Linked DNA regions of Sus scrofa: all the other regions are linked to region 3. The links are chromatin contacts, called in public HiChIP or PLAC-seq and promoter capture Hi-C maps. All regions are on one chromosome and are shown on one strand. The core of a region is the stretch at or near the end of the contact, and the rest is flanking DNA. Distances in the headings are between cores, read along the strand shown. Region 1 holds the start of GNB2 (guanine nucleotide-binding protein G(I)/G(S)/G(T) subunit beta-2). Region 2 holds the start of MOSPD3 (motile sperm domain containing 3). Region 3 holds the start of SRRT (serrate RNA effector molecule homolog). Region 4 holds the start of VGF (neurosecretory protein VGF).

The links. Promoter capture Hi-C pulls out the DNA fragments that hold promoters and counts their contacts. HiChIP or PLAC-seq counts read pairs in DNA pulled down with a chosen protein or histone mark.
Region 1: a contact with region 3 is called in an H3K27ac HiChIP or PLAC-seq map of alveolar macrophages. The contact joins the promoter of GNB2 here to the promoter of SRRT in region 3. A contact is called at or near these places in 2 of 47 Hi-C or Micro-C datasets (epiblast stem cells and heart right ventricle) and 1 of 2 datasets of contacts at active chromatin or transcription factors (alveolar macrophages).
Region 2: a contact with region 3 is called in an H3K27ac HiChIP or PLAC-seq map of alveolar macrophages. The contact joins the promoter of MOSPD3 here to the promoter of SRRT in region 3. A contact is called at or near these places in 6 of 47 Hi-C or Micro-C datasets (embryonic fibroblasts, epiblast stem cells, liver and 3 more) and 1 of 2 datasets of contacts at active chromatin or transcription factors (alveolar macrophages).
Region 4: a contact with region 3 is called in a promoter capture Hi-C map of fetal liver, with 2.0 times the contacts expected there. The contact joins the promoter of VGF here to the promoter of SRRT in region 3. A contact is called at or near these places in 2 of 5 promoter capture datasets (fetal liver and skeletal muscle), 1 of 47 Hi-C or Micro-C datasets (liver) and 1 of 2 datasets of contacts at active chromatin or transcription factors (alveolar macrophages).

The regions. Positions count from the first base shown.
Region 1 is chr3:8,577,619-8,580,318 of Sscrofa11.1, forward strand. It overlaps GNB2 (guanine nucleotide-binding protein G(I)/G(S)/G(T) subunit beta-2), which reads left to right and starts at 1,419. Exons shown (of 10, transcript XM_003480989.3): 1 at 1,419-1,584.
Region 2 is chr3:8,530,381-8,533,080 of Sscrofa11.1, forward strand. It overlaps MOSPD3 (motile sperm domain containing 3), which reads left to right and starts at 1,365. Exons shown (of 5, transcript NM_001195356.1): 1 at 1,365-1,624; 2 at 1,846-1,921; 3 at 2,150-2,379. The coding sequence starts at 1,420.
Region 3 is chr3:8,716,432-8,719,261 of Sscrofa11.1, forward strand. It overlaps SRRT (serrate RNA effector molecule homolog), which reads left to right and starts at 1,351. Exons shown (of 21, transcript XM_003354479.3): 1 at 1,351-1,659; 2 at 1,916-2,055. The coding sequence starts at 1,934. TRIP6 (thyroid receptor-interacting protein 6) reads left to right here. Exons shown (of 9, transcript XM_003354478.4): 8 at 1-80; 9 at 177-460. The coding sequence ends at 308.
Region 4 is chr3:8,889,894-8,892,661 of Sscrofa11.1, forward strand. It overlaps VGF (neurosecretory protein VGF), which reads right to left and starts at 1,506. Exons shown (of 2, transcript XM_021086257.1): 1 at 1-1,506. The coding sequence starts at 1,251.

The DNA of each region.
Region 1 (2,700 bases), core at 169-2,668, 140 kb before region 3:
GCGTAGGCCGGTGACTATGGCTCCGATTCGACCCCTAGCCTGGGAACCTCCATATGCCGTGGGAACGGCCCAAGAAATAGCAAAAAGACAAAACAAAAAACAACAACAAAAAAAGGAATGCAGGATCCAAAACCAGGCTGCAAACTGCACCATAGGTCACCGCAATGCCAGATCCTTAAGCCACTAGTTGGATACTGGATACTAGTTGGATACTGGATACTAGTTGGGGTCATTACCTGCTGAGTCACAATGGGAACTCCCTCCCTTCCAAATTCTCATTGACACCTATTACCTACTGCTAATATATGATCGAATTGGTGAGTGCTCCATAAATGGAATTTGTGCTTAACTAAGAATGTGACTTTTCTTATTCTCTTTAAAAATTGGTGCTTTGGAAACTGTTTTTAATGCCTTCAACTGAGGCTAAATGAAAAGTGTATGTTTTAATACTTTTAAATCGCATGAGGACTCAATGAAGGTTACTCATTGATTTGAACTTTCCAAAACATTTTCACAATCCGCAGGATCTTAAAATAATCCAAGGTGACTTGCAGGGCAGGTAGCTATCAACACTCTCATTTTATAGATGTGGAAACCGAGGCCTATACTTACATTCTCATCCCTTCGCGGAGATGGTCCAGAGCGAGGTTCATCAAGAGGCTAGATATTAATACACACAATAAGGTCGATAAAGCAGCCTTGGTTCATATTCCAACTCTGCAGCCCTAGGACTCTGTTTCCACTACTGTAAAATGGGGACAAAGCCAGTACTCAACTTCATAGCACTGTGAGGAGTAAATAAGTATGAAGCTCAATAAACGAGTTGCTATTAGAGTGTCATGCCGCCACATAAAGAGTTCCGCAAAAGCCACTGGGCAACGCGGGGGCACTGCCTGGGCAGACCCGTTCTCACAGCATACCTGAGTTCCCAGGGGCCGCCCAGGTCCCCATGGCTTCCCGCCCGGGCACCTTCGGAAACACTGCTCCTCCTCGCTACGCGTTGAGGCCGGCTGGCCTCTCCAGCAGTGATCAACACTGATCTCTCTCAACCCTGTCCCCTGTGGAGGGGCGTGGTCTCACAGACAAAGGGCGGAGCCAAGGCGAGAACTGGGGCGTCGAGCTCCCCTTCCCAGTCTGGAGCCGCCCAATCCGGGAGGGCAGGTCACGTGACCAGCGAGCGGTTTCACCCTCCCCTATGCCGGTACCACCTATGTCAGTCCCAGAGGGGATGTTTTGTGCCTTTTCGGGAAGCAAAGTATTTTTCTGAGCCCATTTTGCGTAGAAATAATGTAGAGTAATATCTTTGATGTTATGGGGTCAATATTTGCCCCCTAAGTGCTATTTTTCCCCCGGCCTCCCCCCGATAAGTAGTTGGTCTCGTCCAGCCGGGCCCTGGGCGCGGCGGCGACGGCCGCGTCACTGGCGGGCGGGATCCCTCCGCTCTGGGGAGAGCAGCGCTGGACGGTTGAGTTGGGGTGACTGAGAAAATCCATCCGCGTCGCCGCCGCTGCCGCCTCCGCCGCGGAGGAAGACAGGACCTCCCGCTCTCCTTTAGCGACCCTTCGCAGAGTCCCACCGCCACAGGTACCTCCGCTGGTAAAAGGAGTCCTCATCCCCTTCCCAGCCCCAAATTCCCGTGGGGGAACCTCTCTTCCGTCTGTCTACCCGGTCTGGCCTCTCGGGAGCGGACGTAACTCCCCAGACATCCCCTCCCTTCTTATGGCCCCGTCGCTCCCAAACCCGGAAGGGGAACTGGGGGACCCTCGCCCCCAATAACGCACGCGCTCCCTGCAGCATCAGGGGCCTTTTGCCTGACTCTAGACCTCATCTCACCCCCACCTGCCTCTTGCTCCCTGAGAAGTTGGGGGGCTAAATTCGGGGCTTCCTCTAGGCCCTGTCCCGCCCCCTTTCCCCACCACTGCCACCCTCTTAGCTCCCCCGGGGTAGCACCCCTCGTGTCCTCCCATTTCGCACCGCCGCTGGCATTCGCCTTGCAAAAGTCCAGAATCCTCAGAGAAGCAGGCAAGGCCGCGAGGCCACCCTTCCCTTGTCTCCACCCTCGATTTAGGTTCTTTTCTGGACCCATTACCCCCTAGACCAGAGACCTCGGCACCTCATTCCCTTTAGCAGTCCTAACCTCACGCTTAGCTCCCAGTCGCCCCTACCCCCCACCGAGCTTTCTTTTGGGCAAAATGGAGGTCGTGGGGGCCGGAGAGCCAGGCCCACTGCGTTTCGAAGAGCCACACCGGCCCGCGCCTTCCCCTGCCAGATCCGGGGACCCTCGCTTGTCCCTTGCCTCCCCTTCGCCCCGTCAGCCTTGCGGAGGCGGTGGCACCCCCATTTCTCCTTGGGACCCCAATTGCTGTATGCCCAGAATCTGGGGTTGCCGAGGGGGCTCGGAAGGGTGATAGGGATTGAGGGCTGGGAGCGTTGCCCCCGCCCCCAGCGGCTTCCTCCTGGCCTGCTTCCTTCTGCCTGGGGCGTCTGGCGCTGCCGCCCGGCCTGGGCTGCCGGCAGCTGGAATTGAGGGGCTTTGTCCCGAGCTGGGGAAATGGGATGGGGGTCTCTGCCCCCCACTTTGGAAGGGCGTCCCCAGGCTCTGGCGTAGAAAGCTGAACAGAGCGAGGGGAAATGTCAGCGGGGAAGAGAAACGCCCAGGGCCTGGGGGAAGTGGGAGCAGGGTGGGGGACGCCTGGGTTG
Region 2 (2,700 bases), core at 115-2,614, 190 kb before region 3:
GTCACTCATTCATTGTTCACTCCACATGTTTTAGGTGCTGAAAATAAAACAAAACAAAGTCCCTACTGTTGTAGAGAGCAAGGTACATTCTACAGGAGCAGCGATAAACTAAAACATGCTATCAAGTAGCTCTATGAGTGCTGTGAAGAAAACAAAAGCGTGACAAAAGGACAGGCAAAGGGAGATTCTACATTTGATAGGGCGCTCAGAGAAGGGTTTCAGATAAGATAACTTTGTTTTGCTCCACTGCTGCTAACCAAAGGTGTGGCCTGGGGCAAGATTCTTCACCTTGTTGAAGCTGTTTCCTCCTCTGCGAAGGGAGTTGAAGATTCGGTGGGATGACGTAAGTAGCAAGGCTGACTCTTAATTCAGCAAGTAGCAAATATAAGTGATTTCCGAGTGAGTTCCGTGCAGGAAGGAATCAGAAGAACCTTGGGCTGAGATCCCAGTCCAACTGGGAGCTACTTCCAACTAGTTCTGTAGCAAACGGTTTTTGTTGCTGCGAAGGCTTCTAGGAGGACCTGGGATAGTAGAGAAAGAGGGCTCTCTCGTGGGAGGTAAATTCTAGTGATTCGGACGGGCTCAGAGTGGGGAGAAGGAACAAAGACCCATTCCCAGCCCCGCCCGGGTCCCCACCCCCGCTTATGCCAGGGTTAGCATTCTAGAGACGCTCGTAAAGTTTTACGTCACTAGGATGAAGCCAATCACCTCTTTACGTGCACCGATGGGCGCACTTACGGCTGAAACCAGGCGGCGCTGGCCAATGACAGAGCCCGTACGGCGGAAGAGTGAAACGGTCTCTCCGGAAGATGGCAGCCCTAGTACAGCCAAAAGCTGATTGGCAGGTGCTGTGACCAGAAGGCGAGCTTCATAGCAAGAGCGGCCATTCGGAGGCGGAAGTCCGAATAAGCGTCGGCTTGAGCTCAGGGAGGGGTCGGAGGCACAAATACAGGTCTCGGGAAAACAGAAGACGGAAAGGACAGCCCCGGAAGAGGCGGCTGCGGCAAGTAGAGTCTTGGGGGGGCAGACTGGGCAAGTGCCCAGGGACGCCCGGAAGGGGCGGGGCATGCTGCAGAGTGGGGCGGGGCTTATGGAGATCAGGAACCCGGACTGAAGACAAGGGCCCCGGCAGGGAGCTGGGAGGGGCAGGGTTTACGAGGTGGGCGTGACCCTCGAGGTAGAGCTTGGGGGCGGGGCCTAAGGGGACCCAAGGCAGAGCTGGAGAGGGGAAGGGTTTGGGGGGGCTGGGCCTGTCTTCTGGGGCCTCATCTAGCGGGATTCCGAGGCGGCGGCAGCATCAGTCCAGGCCCTGCCCTACGGTCTCATCCCGTTCCGTTTCACCCCTCTCGCCCCTCAGCTCTATCCTCCAGGCCCGTCCCCTGAACTCTGCCCTCGGATGTTCCACCGCCCAGAGCTTGCATGCGCCGTGGGGCGCCCCAGGACCAGGAGCTGGTGGGTTCGGGGGCTCCTGGGCGGGGGTCCCGGGGCGCCCCTGCTCCCTCGGGACCTGTTGTCCCGGTCCTCGTCTTTCCCCCGGATCTAGTATTCAGGGCGGACCAGCGGAGCGGCCCCCGGCAGTTGCTGACCCTCTATAACCCCACGGGAGCAGTGCTTCGCTTCCGAGGTGAAGGGGATGGGCGTCTCGCGCTAGGATCTGGGGACTGGCAGAAGAAAATTGGGGAGCTGTATGGATTGAGCAGTCAGATGAGTACGGTCGTATGTCCAGCCTAGGCAGAATGGATGATCGGAGGTGGGGGGGCGGGGTAGGAGGCAAAGGCGCTCCATGGGCGGGGCTTGTACAGGGTCCCTGAAGCAATAATCATTCTCTGTGCTTTCTTCCTCCAGTTCTGTGCACAGCACCTGCCAAATACACAGTGTTTGACGCGGAAGGATATGTGAAGCCTCAATCCTGCATTGACATGTGAGTTGGGAGGGGAGGGGTCGAGAGGCTGATGAAAGCCAGGGGTTGCTGCCAGAATAGTTCTCTGATTTACTGTGCTTTGGCCTTAGGTCCCAGACCTTGTCCTCTTCAATCTGTTTTACCCACCCCTCTGTCTGCGTCCCTAAGGGAAAGTTTCCTGGGAGGGTGGGGCCTGGATCCACTTGGATCACGGCCCCTCAATGGGCCTCTCTCCTTTCTTGAGACCAGTGTGATTCGCCACGTGGCCCCCAATCCCAGCCACTATGACGTCCAGGACCGCTTCCGCATTGAGCTGTCTGAGGAAGGAACAGAGGGCCGAGTGGTGGGGCGCAAGGACATCACCTCAGTTCTGAGGGCCCCAACGTACCCCCCTGAGCTTCAGGGACAGCCTGACCCAACGCCCCACCCAGGGCCCCCTTCCTGGACCGCTCCACCCTCGGCCCAACACTTCCCAGAGAGTGAGTTTGGGGATGGGAATTCTGAGAGTTCTGTAGGGAGGGAGGACCTAGCATGATCTTAGAGATGAGCTCAGTTGGAGGTGAAGAGGCCTCCGGTTCAGTCTTTTGCTTTTTGGTGGAAACCTACCTAGGAGTTGAGATTTTACATCAGGTTGGTTTCTGGCTTCCACTGAGGGGGAAAAAATGTTTCCCTTAGCTCTGACTTCAGTACTTCCCATCATGTATCAGCCAAGTTCAGTTCAATAAGAAGCGTAGGTTGAGCAACTCCTGCCGTCCCAAGTTGTGTATGTGTGGGAGACAGGGGTCTCTGCCCGATAGACC
Region 3 (2,830 bases), core at 101-2,600:
TGCCTGAGCCCGGTCAGGAGGAGACTGTGCGAATTGTAGCTCTGGACCGCAGTTTTCACGTTGGGTGTTACAAGTGCGAGGTCAGGGGGCCTGGGGCGCTGGGTATGGTAGAGCACAAGAAAGAAGGGGCTCAGGGATCCAGGCCTGATGAAAAGCTACTGTTTCTTTCCAAACAGGAGTGCGGGCTGCTGCTCTCCTCTGAGGGTGAATGTCAGGGTTGCTACCCGCTGGATGGGCACATCTTGTGCAAGGCCTGCAGTGCCTGGCGCATCCAAGAGCTCTCAGCCACCGTCACCACCGACTGCTGAGTCTTTCCCAGAAGCACCTACTCTGTTCTCCCTTCCCATCAACCACCCTCCCTGACATCTACCTTTATAATGTTGTCACCAAATGCCATCTTCTCTTCCTCTAATCATGAAATAATAATCCCTCAAGAGTGTACAAAACACTTTGAAGTCTATTGTCTCATCTGATGCTTTTTTTGCTTTTTAGGGCTGCACCTGTGGCATATGGAAGTACCCAGGCTAGGGGGTCAAAACAGAGCTGCGGCTGCCACCTATGCTGCACTTCTGGCAACACTGGATCCTTAAACCCCTGATCGAGGTCAGGGATTGAACCCACATCCTCATGGATGCTAGTCAGGTTCTTAACCCCGCTGAGCCACAATGGGAACTCCAGTCCTGGGTGTATTTTACAACTCCTCTAAATCCCCCTTTTAGGGTAGTTTCTGTAGAACGCCCCCCCACCCCCACCCCAGCACTGGGAACAAGGCTGCAGCATATGCGAGGGAGGCAGCATTTCCTGTTGTAAAGGTTATGGGGCAACAGAGATCCTGCTGGGTGGTGAGGCCCTCAGACCTACAACCGAGCTCATCAAGGTACTGGTTGGGGTTTGCCACTTTTGCTTAAGGATGGGGGTGCCTTTGTGGAAGAGCAGGAACAACTGGTTTAGGACGTAGCGCAGACAGAAGCACTAATAAAGGCTGATTCTCTGGTGGGACCACAAAATGGTGGGAAATGCATTAAAATGGTTGCTGGATCCGCTGAAAGGCCGCACTCCCCCAACCCCTGCCCTGTACAAGGAAAGGGGGGTTGGAAACCACTCCCGATGACGTCAGGAGGCTCCCAGATCAAAGCTGCGGGTCGGGGTACCAGCGGCTGGATGCGAACTGATTCAGACACACCCGGGGAAGCGCGACCTTCGACCTCGGCGAGAGGAAACTCACCCTCAAGCCCAGAGGCTTCTACCGCCCACCAGAGGCCACACTTGATCCAGCGCGGCTCCCATAGCTTCTCGCCCGTGCCGTTCTCGTCCCGGAAAGCTCGCGAGGCTTCCGGGTCCCCGCCCCTTCCCATCGGCCCCCGGTGCTCCCCGCCTTTGCCTCTGTGGTTTGGTTCCGTTCTGTCCCCGCGGGCTCCAGTTTGTATTTCGAGGTGCCATTCTGCGGGTGACGCAGGCGCAGCTCGGGCGGCGCGCGCCGACCGCCCATCTTTGGTTGTCCCGCTCTCTTCGCGTCTACTCGGCCCAGTCACCGAGAGCCCCGCGTCTCCCCCTCACCCGAATCCGTCCCCGTCGCGCGCCCGAGGGAAGGGGCGGGTCCAGGTTGCCCGGAAAATCTGCCGGCCGGAGCGCGAGACTAACGGCCGCTGCCGCTCCCAGGTGGGGGAGGGGAGGGGCCTGGAGAGCAGGGGCTGGGGCGGGCAGGAGGGCGAGAGGCCCGCGGGTGCGGGGAGCCGGGCGGGAGACCCCTGGCAGCTGGTGGAGCCCTGCAGCTGAAGGGGAAGAGGGCTTAGAATGGCGGGAGCAGCGGAAGGCTGGCCTCTGCGGACGGAGGGGGGCGTGCTGCTTCAAAGGGACAATCCTTTGCGCTTGTCGTCATTGTTCATTATCCTATTTATCCGTGTTTCGCCTCCAGGTCCTCTCAGACCGCGCCATGGGTGACAGTGATGACGAGTATGATCGAAGGCGCAGGGACAAGTTTAGAAGGGAACGCAGCGACTATGACCGTTCTCGGGAAAGAGATGAGAGACGTCGAGGGGATGATTGGAATGACCGGTAAAATGTTACTCTTCCTTAATTTTGTTCCAGCGCATTATTCTCTTGCACTCCACTTTTCACTGCATTGCCCTTAAGGTCTTATTAGGGTGAACCATATGAAATCGCTCATCCTTGACCATTTCACGTGGTTCATTCACCTCTTTGCTTTTGGTCCAATAGTTGTCTGTGTAATGACTAGAAGATCAAAGCGGTGAAAGTAAGAGAGTTTGAATATAAAAGAGCAATACTTGTGTGTGCTGTTTATTGTTTGTAAATTATACACCGAAAAGGTTGATTCAAAAAGAAAGTAATGTTACAGAATTGGTTTGACTGGAGAGGTTGTCCGACCAGTTTCCTGGCAGGATATGATTAAATGTCGTTGTCTAGCCTAAAATCAGCAAGAGTTCTTTGAAAAATGATGGTCGGGTTAATTGATTAGGTTTGACTCTGGTAGTAATTAGTTTTTTGGGATGTTCTTTTTTAAAAAAAAAAACAAAACCTTTTCATTTTATTTTTTCGGCCATATTTGTAGCATGTGTGTTCCTGGGCCAGGGACCGAACCCACGCCAGTACAGTGACCCAAGCCGCAACAGTGACAATGCTGGATCCTTAACCCACTAGACTACAGGGAACTCCTAGTTTGTTTGTTTTTGTTTTGCCGAACCTGCAGTATATCTGGGATATTCTTGAGTTATAGTTAAGGTGTATAGTTAGGCTGTTAAAACGCTGATGTTTTAAGTAACTGATATAAGAGGAACTGTGGAAGACTTTCATCTAAGGGACATCACAAATG
Region 4 (2,768 bases), core at 256-2,755, 170 kb after region 3:
GTCGGCCAGCCGCTCTTCCTGCGCCGCAGCCTGCCTTGTGGCCTCCGCCTGCCGCCGCCCGGCTTCTACCTGCGCCAGCCCTTGTTGTAGAAGGCGCTCCCCCGCCTCAGAGCCGCCCAGGAGTGAGGTCTCCGGCCGGCGCGCCTTGGGGAAGGGAGTGCCCAGGCCTTGGTACGCCTTGGATAAGGGTGCCAATGCCTCACCTAGGTGTGTTTTGGGGGAGGGCACTCCTTCTCCAAACTGGTGGGCTTCGGGAAGGGGCCCGCTCTCGGGCATACGCGCCTGGAATTGCGGGGGAGCCGGGGGCGGGAGGGGTGCGCGCTCCGGGACGCGCGCCTGGAACTCTCCCCAGGAAGCGCGCCATACGCGCTCCGGCCCGGGGCTCTCCAGGTTGACCCGGGTCAGCGTGTGCGTGCGGGTTTCCGTCTCTGCTGCCGCCGTCTCTTGCTGGCGCTTGGCGCTGCTCGGACTGAAATCTCGCAGTTCCTGGAGTAGAGAAGCTAGCGCCTCGAGCTCCTCCGAGGGGTCGCCTGCCTCGGGACCATTCTCCTGAGTCTGAGGGCGAGGGGGGGCCGCGGGCGCCTGGGTCTCTGGCACTGGGAGACTGTGGGTCTGGCTGCGCACGGTCTCGGTCAGCAGAGCTTCTGATGCTTCTTCCTCTGGTCGCTGCTGGGAGCCGTCGGGCGCCGGGGGCGAGGCTGGGCGGTCGAGTGCCTGCAGCAGCACCGCGGCCAGCGCCCGGGGATCCACACCCTGGAAAAGCTCTCCCTCGTCCTGCGGCTCTGAATTTCGAGCGGCTCGGACCTCTGGGGCGCTAACATCCTTTGGCCCGATCACTGCGTCCCCAGCTACTGGCTCTCTATTTTCAGTGCTGAGGGGAGGTTGCTGAGCCTCAGGGTGCCCCGAGGGTGCTGCCCCCAACCCCTTGGGCAGTAGAAGGAAGCAGAAGAGGACAGAAGCCGGCAACCTGGGCGATTTCATGACCAAAGGACTGCCGGAGACTGAAAAATAGAAGGGACCAAAGAAAGAGAGGGTTTCTGTAAGAATTTTCCGCTCTCTGATTTTATATTCCCTTCCCCCACCTTTAGTCGGGAAATCCAGGGCTTCCCTCATCCCCCTAACCTTACCCAGAAGAGGGACGATTAAGAGCAAAGGAGGAAGATACTGTACCGATCTCTGGAGTCGTGTAAATGGGAAAACGCCTGCAACCCTCTCTCTCCCAGTGCCTCCTCGCCCCCTTCCCTGAGCCATCTCACTGCCAGCGCCCACGTACTAAGCAGCAAGGATACGGAGGGAAAAAAAAATCTCTGCTCCCTCCCCACAGGACTCCCCGGATGGTGCGTGGGCGACTTCAACAGCAAGAGAAAAGCGGCAACTCCCCCATTTACCAGGGACCCTTCCCAGGGGCTCCCCGCACTGTTTTCAACACCCTCATCAGGGAGGGGGGAGAGAGAACCCTCCCTCATGCCCAAGGCTGCCGGGGGTTTGAGGGATGGACAGCACAGTATTTACCAGCTGGAGTCACGATGCGGGAGGTGGAGAGGAGGGTCGGGGCGGGGTGGGGATAGGGGAAGATCGGGACGCGTCCTCCTGGGCCCCGAGCGGTGGCTAGGATACGAGCGGTGGTCGAGGTCTGGCGTCCAGTGGGCTGGGCTCAGCTGGGTCCGCGCGGCTCCGGGAGACTAGCTCGCTCTGGCTTCAGCACGCTGGACAGCGCCCGCGCCGCTGCCGCCTTATAAAGAGGAAATCAGGGGTCACGTGGGATGGCCCCGCCCAATTGACGTCAATGTTCATTCATGGGGAAGCGGGCGGGCGCCTAGAGGCGGGAGGACGCCCAGCGATTGGAGGATGCATGCCTCTCTCGGCCTGCGCCTGCGCACTGTAGGCTTCGGTTGGAGGGGCGTGCGCTAGCCTAGCACCAGGGAAATGAATGAATGAAGGAACGAATGAATGAAATGCTGAGGCGGGCGGGGCAGGGGGGCTTTGAATGAATGAAGGAGGGACCAGGAGAAAAGGATGAATGAATGAATGGCAGAATGAATGGAAGGGTGGATGCAGAGACGCTGCAAGGCGGGAGGATGGGTTACAGAGCAACTTGCAGCCGCGCGGGAGCCCCCTGAGCAGAATAGGGTGGGGGCACTTCCCTCGTCGGACTGGGCCTCAGTAGGAGCTCCATACTGGGAAGGGGGAAGATAAGGATTCCAAAGCTGAGGAGGGGGCCACACTCCCCATTCTCTGACTGCACGGTCCGTGGGGAACACGCCCAAGGACGGCGTGAACCTGAGAGAGGAGGGACAGTTCTGTGCGCCTGCGGGCACTGTCCGCGGATCTGCGATGCGGGGTGCGGGCTCTGGGCTGGGGCACTTGGGTGGATCATGCGGTTTGGGTAATCCAGTCGGAAAGGGTCGGAGTCGGAAGAGAAAGGGAAAAGATTGATGATGTGTGTGCCTCTGTGTCGTGTCTGTTCATGGTCGGTGCGTGTCTGAAGAAAAAGGTGTGTCTGTCCTTCTGTCCAGCTGGCTCTGTAGTGTAGGTTGGTGCTCCCGCTGTACCCCTTTTCAGACCACCTCTCCCACCACCCTCCTGCTTCTCCCCCTCCCGCTGCTACTCCCCAAAGGACATTTGGAGGACGAAAGCAGACCAGGTGGGGAGGGGGTTGCGCAGGTGTGTGTGTGGGGTGACTCAACTTCATCTCTCTCCACTGCTTAAAGAGAAGGTTTGAATGCGTTGCGGAGGATGGAGGGTGGGAGTGAAACGTCAGAGATCGC